2 separate regions of the Mus musculus genome follow, and region 2 is linked to region 1. Evidence: chromatin contacts called from public ChIA-PET data. All regions are on one chromosome and are shown on one strand. Each heading gives the region's core, a stretch centred on a gene start, on an enhancer-like site or on the middle of the called end of the contact. The rest is flanking DNA. Distances are from core to core; before and after follow the strand shown.

Region 1 (4,420 bases), core at 1,413-3,912:
GCCATCTTGGGCACTTATCTCTCTGGAACTGTGGGACCAAATAACTCTTTCCTCTAAAAGTTGCTTTGGTCATTTTCTTACATCACTGTTATAGAGAAGTAATGAATACAAACATAAATGAAATTACGAAAAATCCTAATATATGAAATTTCACAGGACTCTTAATTGTGTGTAACGTAATCACTTGAAGATGGAAGCTCTCTCTTAGGACAATGTTATTTGTCATTTGGCAGACACTAAGAAATCAGTTATCCTTGAATAACTGCCATAGTCCAGCTTTATTCCCTACTTTAAAAAGATCAATTTTAGAAAAGTGTGTTAAGATGAAATAGTTGCAAAATATTTATTCCCGATGGAAAAATTTCCCTTATAATACACATGCTTATGATGCTTACTTATAAAGTCAAATTTCCCCAAGGCTCTGAACATTGCACTAAATGTTAATCAGTCATCGTTTACATCTTCCTGAGGCCAAGAGACATGACTGGCTCTATCCCAGTTTAACTGTCCAACTCATATCCAGGGAATAAACAAATACCACCTGACTCGAATGGAAGTCTACATAAAACATTCCTCTTCAGTCTGGGGTTGGTAAAATACTTATTTAACATGTGTAACACCCTGAGTACTGCAAAGAAAGGAAAAAGTCAACAAGCAGAGAAGTCCTCTTCACACATATATACCCCAGTAAAACAAATTAAATATTATATAAACGGTGGGGAATACAATTCTAGAATAGGTATCGATGACGTGGTTGTTTTCCAGGATGATTCTACCAACGTTTCCTCCCAGGGATTTCCTTTTTATCTGAGATGAATCTGCACAGGGGCTTCCTGTGAACTTTGTACTCATGGAGTCCTCTTCTGAGTGTAGAGAGAAGGAAGTCTGGTCCACATCAGTCTCGCTGTCATGGTAGCAACCATCGAAGGCCATGGCTTGAACAGCATCAATATGGTACATTCCAGATATCTGTCAAGAAGAGTTTTCTTTAGTAAGGCACAAAGACAATTTCATAAAGAGGAACTATAGAAAAATGTAAGTCAGATATTAAACAGTTTCCATAAATGTTTAGCTTGTCTTTCTTGTTATAAAGAATTCTGGTTTTGCTTCTGGCACCTGACTTAAAAATAATTTAAATAAGAAGCAGAAAACATTGTCTTAGGGAGCCTGATTTATAAGGTGGTTTATATTTAATTCCATGAGTTATTTAGGCATCATACAATTAAATGTTAAACGAATATAATATCAATAATTTCTAATCTAGTCCTGAACTGATAAACAGTAGTCCCAGATTCTTGCGCTCCTCTTTGTTCTGAGTAACCTGAAGAGCTTACCATGGCCTTAGGAGCCATGAGTGAGTACGAATTATCAGATCATCAACATAGGCTTCTTGGATTTGCTTTCCAACTTATTTTTTCTCTGTAGAGAGAACATGATGATGCGCAGACCTATGTCTTTTGTTTTAGTTTTTGGTCTCAAACCAGAGTAAGAGTCACTTTCTACTTCCACTTGACTTGGGGAAGAAAGGGTTTTATTTGTTCCTTTTTTTTTTTTTTTTCAATGTTTAGCGGGAATCCCCTTTTTATTTTGTATGTGTAAATATGGACATGTGAGTGGGTGCCTGTAGAGGCCAGAAGAGGGTGTTGTATCCTCTAGAACTTGAGTCACAGGCCGTTGTGAGCTGCCCTACATAGGTGCTGGGAGATGAACTCTGGTCCTCTGCAAGAGCAGTAAGCATTCCTAAATATGGGGGTCATCTGCAGCACCCCCCTTTTCCTGATAGAGTCTGTCCAGCCCAAGCTGGCCTTGAACCCCTGATCCTCCCGCCTCCACCCCTTGAAGGTTTACCTTACAGATGTGCCTGGCCATGTGTGGATTCTGAGCTGCTAGTTATGTATGCTAGGCAAACACACAACCAACTGGGCTCCAGCCTTAGCCCCCAGCATGCCATTTCAGAACGTGCCCAAGAGTGGGGAGCGCCTCCTTCCAGAGGTCATCTTCTCCTCCCCTGCTCGCACACCAACTTACAGTGATGCTGACAGTAAATCGTTTTTCTCGTTATATTCACTTGGTTGTGGGTCAGAGGATTAGGACTAAACTCAGGTCTCCAGGCTTGGTGGCAAGCGCCTTTACCCACTGAGCCATCTTGTCCACCCAGGATTATAGCATTCTTTAGCAAGACAAACAAATCAAACTAGGCTGGCCTTCCCAAAAAGACCCCAGGAAAACAGAGATCTGAAACGCAAGAGGTCTTAGACAGATGTGTGCAGGGGCTGAGAGTGTTGAAGGATACAGCCTTTGAAAGACAGAGGACGTTTCTCCTGGGTTCACAGGACACTATGTCCTGGCTGTCCACTGATGTCACACTTTACAAGGAAGACCTCCACCAGGCTCCCCAGGGCCCTCTGACTGTTGAAGTTTATGCTTGGCAGTATGTCCCATTTCCAGAGACTTTAGGATGGGGGTGGGGCCCTCCAGGATCCCACGGGCACCAAATCCAGACTCCAAAGAAAAGCTGTTGTAAGAGATGGAAGTGGTACTCGCAGGAGCCCAGCGACCATTTATATACAGAGTAAGAGACCTCAGCCCTCTAGGTAATGCGACAGAATGGGTAAGTACTGGCCCCCATGCAAGCTGGTGTGGTATAGCACAGTATGCATGACAATACCAGCTGGGTAGCCAGATGCCCGTAGTGACAATGCCAAACCCATACACAGCTGTGTAAACACAGGGCAGGGACCTGCATGGAGTGTCTGGTAGGCCCAGAAATGGGGTGTTGAAGTCTCCCCTTCTCTGCCCATAGCCTCATTACAGGGAATAGCTGCCTATATTAGGCTGGGCCAGGTCCCTGCCCCACCCACAGGCCTAACCACAGGGCTAACCACTTTGCAAAAACAGGAAGTCTCCCCAGTTTATCCTCTCAACATCTGGGGGCCACAGGCAGAAGGGATCTGAGCTGCCTGGTCTCTGAGATGGTGCCCCTGCCTGCGTTGACACAGTCCATGGTGGGGGGGTGGGGGGTGGCATGGCTGCCCTCAGGCCTATGGCTGTCTCTCTAGAACCAGGAAACTCTCACTCCAATAACAGTATCTGTTACCCTTGTTGAGCTGCTGTGTGCCCCAGGGTCCTGAACACTCCGTGACCCTTTCCAATCGGGAGGAAAGAGCCAAGCTGAGCTACAGATCTGGTAGAACATCCCTGTCTTTCATCATAAGCCATGTTACCCTGTGCCAGCCCCGGGCCCACCTCTGCACGCTCAAGCAGCCCCTTCTTTGTGTGTGTCTGTGTGCATGTGTGTGCGTGTGTACGCACGTGTGTGCACGTGCGCGCTCTTCTGCATGCATGTGCATGTGTCTGACTTTTTCGTGTAGCCTCAAACTGACCATGTAGCAAAGAACAACTTTGAAGCTCTGATCTGCCTTCCTCCACCTCCCTAGCACCTCGATGACCCTGGGATGACCTGGTTTAGGCAGTGCTTCCTGCACACTAGGCAAACACTCTCCCACCTGAGCCCCAGCCCCCAGCTGGCTTTGGGAATTCACCACCCTGCCCTGCCAATCACAAGGTCCAGACGTCTGAGATCTACAGTGCTCTCTGATATGATTGGACCAGGAAGTCCCCAGGGCCACGTGGTCGAGTTTCTTCCTCCGGCCTCCATGATGAAACGGACGCTTTCTCACTCCTTTTAGACCCTTATTCATGCGGGGACAGGAGTATGGGATTATTGGAGCAGCATCCAGGCAGTCTGTTTAGCCATCCCCACACTGTGGCTCTTGGGATGTGTGGTGGATCTCATGCAGCCCGGGTTTGTCTGGCGGCCCCCTTGGCTACTCTGACCAGCTGTGTGGTGGCCTGAGGGTTGCCCTCCCGTGCAGGTTGGTAGCAAATCGCAACGGCCTCCCTCACACCACCTGCAGGCTCCGCTCGTGCCCATCCAGCTGCACCTTGAGCTTGTGCAGCTCTTCGATCTCACGGTTGTGGCGCTCCGTCTTGTGCCGCACCAGGGAACGGTAGAAGTGGATGGTGAAGACCACGAAGATGAGACCCACAGGTACCATGATGATGGTGGACACCAGAGCGGCCTGCCAGCCCGTGTGGCTGTGGGAGCCTGGCTGATCCTTGGCATCCACTGGGAGGAACTTGATCCAGCAGAGCAGGACCACCTCAGCCAGGAAAAGCAGGATGCCCAGAACGGTGGAGAAGCCCCAGGCCAGCTCGATGTACGGGTGCATGCGCTCGTGCGGCGACTCGCTGATGGAGTTGAGGTAGTGGATGTTGCTCACGGCTTCCACGTTGGGCAGGATGCAAGTGCTGATGAGCAGAGCAAACAGATGCACGGCTACCAGCACCGTGGTGCAGGCGCTGAAGGCAATGAGCAGGGGCTGAGGGTACTGGTACTTGGTCTCCAGCTGCACCTCCA
Region 2 (4,609 bases), core at 1,931-4,430, 140 kb before region 1:
AGCAGTAAGGCACTTCCTCCTGTGAGCTTTCCAGGACAACCCTCCCCCATATACACCTACAGAACAAGTTCCCTTCTCTTCTCCTGGACACAACTGCTTTCCCATCAAAGTGGTTCCTTGAAAGAGGGCATACTGTCTTAATCTTTACACAGGAGTGTGGGGCTGACACATCTTGGGCACTTAAAAGACAAATTTAGTGTTGTGGCATCTGTAGTTTTCAAAACTTTGGGGGAACCTCTGTATTGATTAAGAATTTCATACACACATATAATGTGTTTTCACCAAGTCCAGTCCCCATTGCTTCCCTTCCAACCCTTTTCCTAATCCATAATGATGATTCCCTTTTGTGAGGCTCTCTCTAAAGCAAAAAAAAAAAAAAACAAAAAAAAAACAAACAAAAAAAAAAAACAAAAAAAACAAAACAAAAAAAAAACACAACAAAAACAAAACAAAAAAAAAACACTGAAACTAAAAACGAAATTTATATTAAATGATTTGGGACATAATAGGACGCGAATTAGTAACTCTAAAAGATCCACTGCAAACTTAGCAAATTCTATAAAAGCAATGTATTTTTTCCTATTTCCTACTTGGCATATGTCTACATATTAAAAATTCATAGTGTATCCTTTGAAAACCTTTCATATGGAAATATTTTTAATGTCATCGTACGTACAAGACAATGGAACTAAATAGCCCAGTCTTTCCACTGTTTCACTTGGTGTTATATATTATTTATAGAAAAGGCATGAAAACGAGCATCTTTACGTCCTGACACACACATAGAGAGCTCAAATTTCTGGTGTAGGTCTAATAAGTCTGAAAATTTCAATTTGACACAGTTTACATTGAATAGAAAAAAATGTAGAGTGCGTTATGGAACATATTACTACTATGACAGAATTGGTGTCAATTAGAAACAGTTCTGTGTCTTGCAGTGTTGTCGGCTGGTATCTGGAATACGTAACACATGTCATTTTCCAGCTGCACACTTCATAGCCTCTTTCACCTTCACCATCTACATACTTGAAATCTTGGAAGCCATGTGTGTATTCATGTCTCAACAGAACCTCTGGTCTTGTATCTTGGGTGTAAACCTGGATGAGTTGCGCAATGAACAAGGTGGAATTTAAGCAATAACTGAACTATCCTCCGAAGAGGAGCAGCTTAAAACAACATAAATATTTTCCCAAGAAGATCAAAGCCATTGGAGTCTCCATTCACCAGACCTCAGTGTGAGCCAAAGAACTCTAGAACCTACGAACTCCGGACATAGGATAGAGGAAGAGTCCTGTGGTCCCAATCCACTTAGCTTTAAAGAAGAAATTACGTTGACAGTCGTCTAAGAACACGTGACCATCCAGTCACTGCGCACACTGGAAAAGGCAGTACCAGTGAAGTGTCTTCAAACGTGAACTTCGGCAGGGCGGTGGTGGTGCACGCCTTTAATCCTAGCACTTGGGAGGCAGAGGCAGGCGGATTTCTGAGTTCAAGGCCAGCCTGGTCTACATGAGTCCAGGACAGCCAGGACTATACTGAGAAACCCTGTCTCGAAAAAAAACCCCAAAAACAACAAACAAACAAAAAACCCATGAACTTCGTCAGCTTTATGGAAAGAATGCTCCTGCCTCAGCCACTTACCAAATGTCTGGATGAAAACTGAATTTGAAATGAAGCGAAGTTGAGTGCATAAAATTAGTATCTCTGAGATGTTTCCAACTGAAATTTGAAAGTGCTTTCACAGATTTCATAACAAAATCCTAGAATCTAGGATTCAAGAACCTGCTATTGTATGTCAAGACTCTAGGGTACAGGAAATCTAAAAATCTAAGTATTGGAAAAGCAAACATTCAATACCAAGAACTTTCCATGCCGTGAGCCTAATACTTCTGCATATACCTAGGAGACCAGTTGTAAAGAAACATTAATACGTGGACTACTATAACATTTTCCTATCAGCTAATTGAGAGAAATAGTATTATTGAAAATCAGAATTTGCCTCATAATCTTATTGACGCCCAGACACTTTTATCCCCAGACAGACTCCTTGCCTGGACCCTCTGTGCCAACACTGAGGTGTAGGACCACTTTTTGTCACAGGGCAACAGGGGGAGGCAACTGCTAGTCAGCTAACATTGCGTTGGGGAGGCACATTATTCTCCAGGCCCTGTAGCTGCATGGAAGAATTTGCTTGTCCATCTGTATCTGATCCTAATTTTTTTCTTACTCTCATACTCCTAGTTTCAGATCCAGTTGACAGATTAAAATGCCTCAAAGGGGTAGCTGTGGGTCCGCGGGAAGGCTCCTTAACCGGCACTATGATTCCTTGGGGCCGACAGGTAGACGTTCAACCTCCTCACTTCTCCAGCCAGCCACAGACAGCTATCACCCTATTTTCATGTGATTTGCCCACATAACATTTTTAGTTACTAAATGTCCCACTGTTATCTTGAACTTCATACCTCTGGAGTTTGACTTCAGACAAACTATAACAATACACCTGGGGCGAATATGGCTCTGTGTGCTTTCTCTGTTAGCAGCTCCGCTGTATAAAGTCATTTTTATCATAACCAGATATTCGTTTTAAACTAATGTTAAGGGCCTTTGGCGTTCCAGAATACAGGAGTATCTGCGCAACAACCAAATATTTGTTTCAGCATTTTTCTAGTTTGAGTCATACCTGAATCAGATTTGGTTTTGTGATCAGGGACGGTTTTTTTGAAAAAGGATTCTGGGAGTGGCCCACAGGTGAAGGGTGAGCGCTAAAACACACCTGGGTTGGTGGCTCCTCATCTGAGCCAGCTGAAGCAGAAACAAGGTGCTGACAGCAGGACAGATGGGACCTACCCTTGCAGGCTGAAACTGTCTTTAGAAAGGCTGTGCTCAGGTTCCAGGCTGCAGGGCACGCGGGTGCTGCTTCTTGCCAGGTGTTTCCCCAGACTTTAATTGATTACCCTGTTTTAAAACAGCCCTAACTCGGGAAAGGGAAGCAAAGCATTTACAGTTGACTGTTGGCCAAGCCAAGTGGGCTGCGGGCTGGGCTGGTTTGGGCGGGAAGCCGGAGCCTAGCATCCCCAGGCTGCTCCTCCCGGATCTGCACGCTGTGGCCGACAGGGCGGTCGCGGCCACTGGCTCCTCCCGGGGGCGGGCAGCTCCGGGCGCGGGCGGGAGGAGGAGCCGCACGGGGAGCGCTCGTGCCGGCCGGGCTGGAGGAGCCGCGCCGGCGGCCCGGGCCGACTCTCGCTGCGCTCAGCGAGCCAGGGCTGCGGCCACCCTCGCTCCGGCCAGCGGCTCGTCGGGGCCCGCGGACGGCGCGGCCGAGCCGGTGGGGAGATGTCCGGCGGCCGCAGGAGGGGCAGCGCCCCCTGGCACAGCTTCTCTCGGTTCTTCGCTCCGCGGAACCCTTCTCGGGACAAGGAAGAGGAAGAGGAGGAGAAGCCGGGGACCGGCCAGCCGGCGGGAGTGAGCCGGAGTGCAGCCAGGTGGGAGCCGCGGGGGCGCCGTGCGCGCCTTCCTCCGCCGCTCGGGTTTCCTCCGGTCCCGCCCTGGGTGGCTTAGATCTGGGGAAGTTCTTGCTCCCGGCCGGTGGCTTTTCCCGCCGCCATCGGGGGCTCCCGGCTCTGTCCCCTCCACTCCGGGAGGCTCTGAAGCTGCCGAGGGAATCTCGCGCCCCTCCGCGTCGTGCTTTGCCATCTTAAGGTTTTCTCGAAGTGATTCCTAAAAGAGTTGCAATCAGAGCTTTCTGAGACGACATCCAGAATCTGAAGTCTTCGCCAGATTTGTTTACAGTTTAAATGTTGCCGCCCTTCCTCCTTTCTCTCTGTCTCTCTCACTGGGGACATCTGACGGAAGCGCTCCGATTTGGGGAACCAGGGCCGGAGCTGAGAGCTGGCTCAGTTTAATGATTAGTATGTGCACTCTTGCACTCTTTCCATAATCATTTTTCCTCTACTCCTGCTGCTTTAAAGATTGACATTTTAAAAATTCGTCTCATTAAAATGCCCGTTTTTAAATTTCCTTATCAACCCTAAAGGAGAGGTGGTTTCGCTTCTTTCTCCTTTTTTTTTTTTTTTTTTTTTGAGAAGTGAAGCCAACTTCACTTGCACCAGAAGAACCTGTAACCCATGTCCTTGGAAGGTTGCCCTCTAGAGAGCTATATTTACCTCAGACTAAAGACTTGCTGATGGACTTCAAAGAAAAATGGATCGGAAACAACTGACGCTTCTAGTTCCATTACTATTTAGGGTTTGTGATTTGTTGTTAGCCCTTCGTTCTCCTTGCTTTTCCTAATTGTGAATCATTTCCAGTGTAATCACCTGTTAGCATAATACGTCTTTCCAAGAAATGACCAATTATAATTGACTGGTTATTCTACTAGGAAGTTTCAGATACTTTTGGCCTGGTTGTTGATGCTTTTAACATTCGAAGTTTCCCCGTCCTTAATGGTAGTTCTGAAATCTGGGAGGTCTCACCTGTCGTGGCTCTAATGTGGCTCTAACGTTGTCCCTAACAGTCCCCTGTGATCTGAAAGCAGTAGACTCAGCGCCCTTTGGAAACTTGAGAGTGGTGGAATGGAGTAAGCAGGCCAGCTCCTATCAGCATTGTCCTG

What was found. ChIA-PET counts read pairs in DNA pulled down with a chosen protein or histone mark.
Region 2: a contact with region 1 is called in an RNA polymerase II ChIA-PET map of effector CD8 T cells, with 13 read pairs. The contact joins the promoter of Crybg3 here to the enhancer-like site in region 1. A contact is called at or near these places in 11 of 39 promoter capture datasets (embryonic stem cells, frontonasal cranial neural crest, hematopoietic stem and progenitor cells and 6 more), 4 of 15 datasets of contacts at CTCF or cohesin (CD8 T cells, embryonic stem cells, large pre-B cells and 1 more), 8 of 484 Hi-C or Micro-C datasets (CD4 T cells, bone marrow-derived macrophages, cochlea and 3 more), 9 of 115 datasets of contacts at active chromatin or transcription factors (CD8 T cells, bone marrow-derived macrophages, effector CD8 T cells and 5 more) and 3 of 9 other capture datasets (adipose tissue, liver and pancreatic islet).

Annotation. Positions count from the first base shown.
Region 1 is chr16:59,457,928-59,462,347 of GRCm38.p6, reverse strand. It overlaps Gabrr3 (gamma-aminobutyric acid (GABA) receptor, rho 3), which reads right to left. Exons shown (of 9, transcript NM_001081190.1): 9 at 609-969. The coding sequence ends at 670. It also overlaps the pseudogene Orai2-ps. Among named protein-coding and RNA genes, the nearest start is that of 1700022E09Rik, 9.1 kb to the left of the region's middle. Within about 2 kb of position 2,662, at least 43 of the 459 cell types and tissues checked have an H3K27ac peak or open chromatin away from gene starts, as enhancers often do. A contact at or near this core is called in CD8 T cells, effector CD8 T cells and pro-B cells, where this site is marked.
Region 2 is chr16:59,599,618-59,604,226 of GRCm38.p6, reverse strand. It overlaps Crybg3 (beta-gamma crystallin domain containing 3), which reads left to right and starts at 3,180. Exons shown (of 22, transcript NM_174848.4): 1 at 3,180-3,482. The coding sequence starts at 3,334.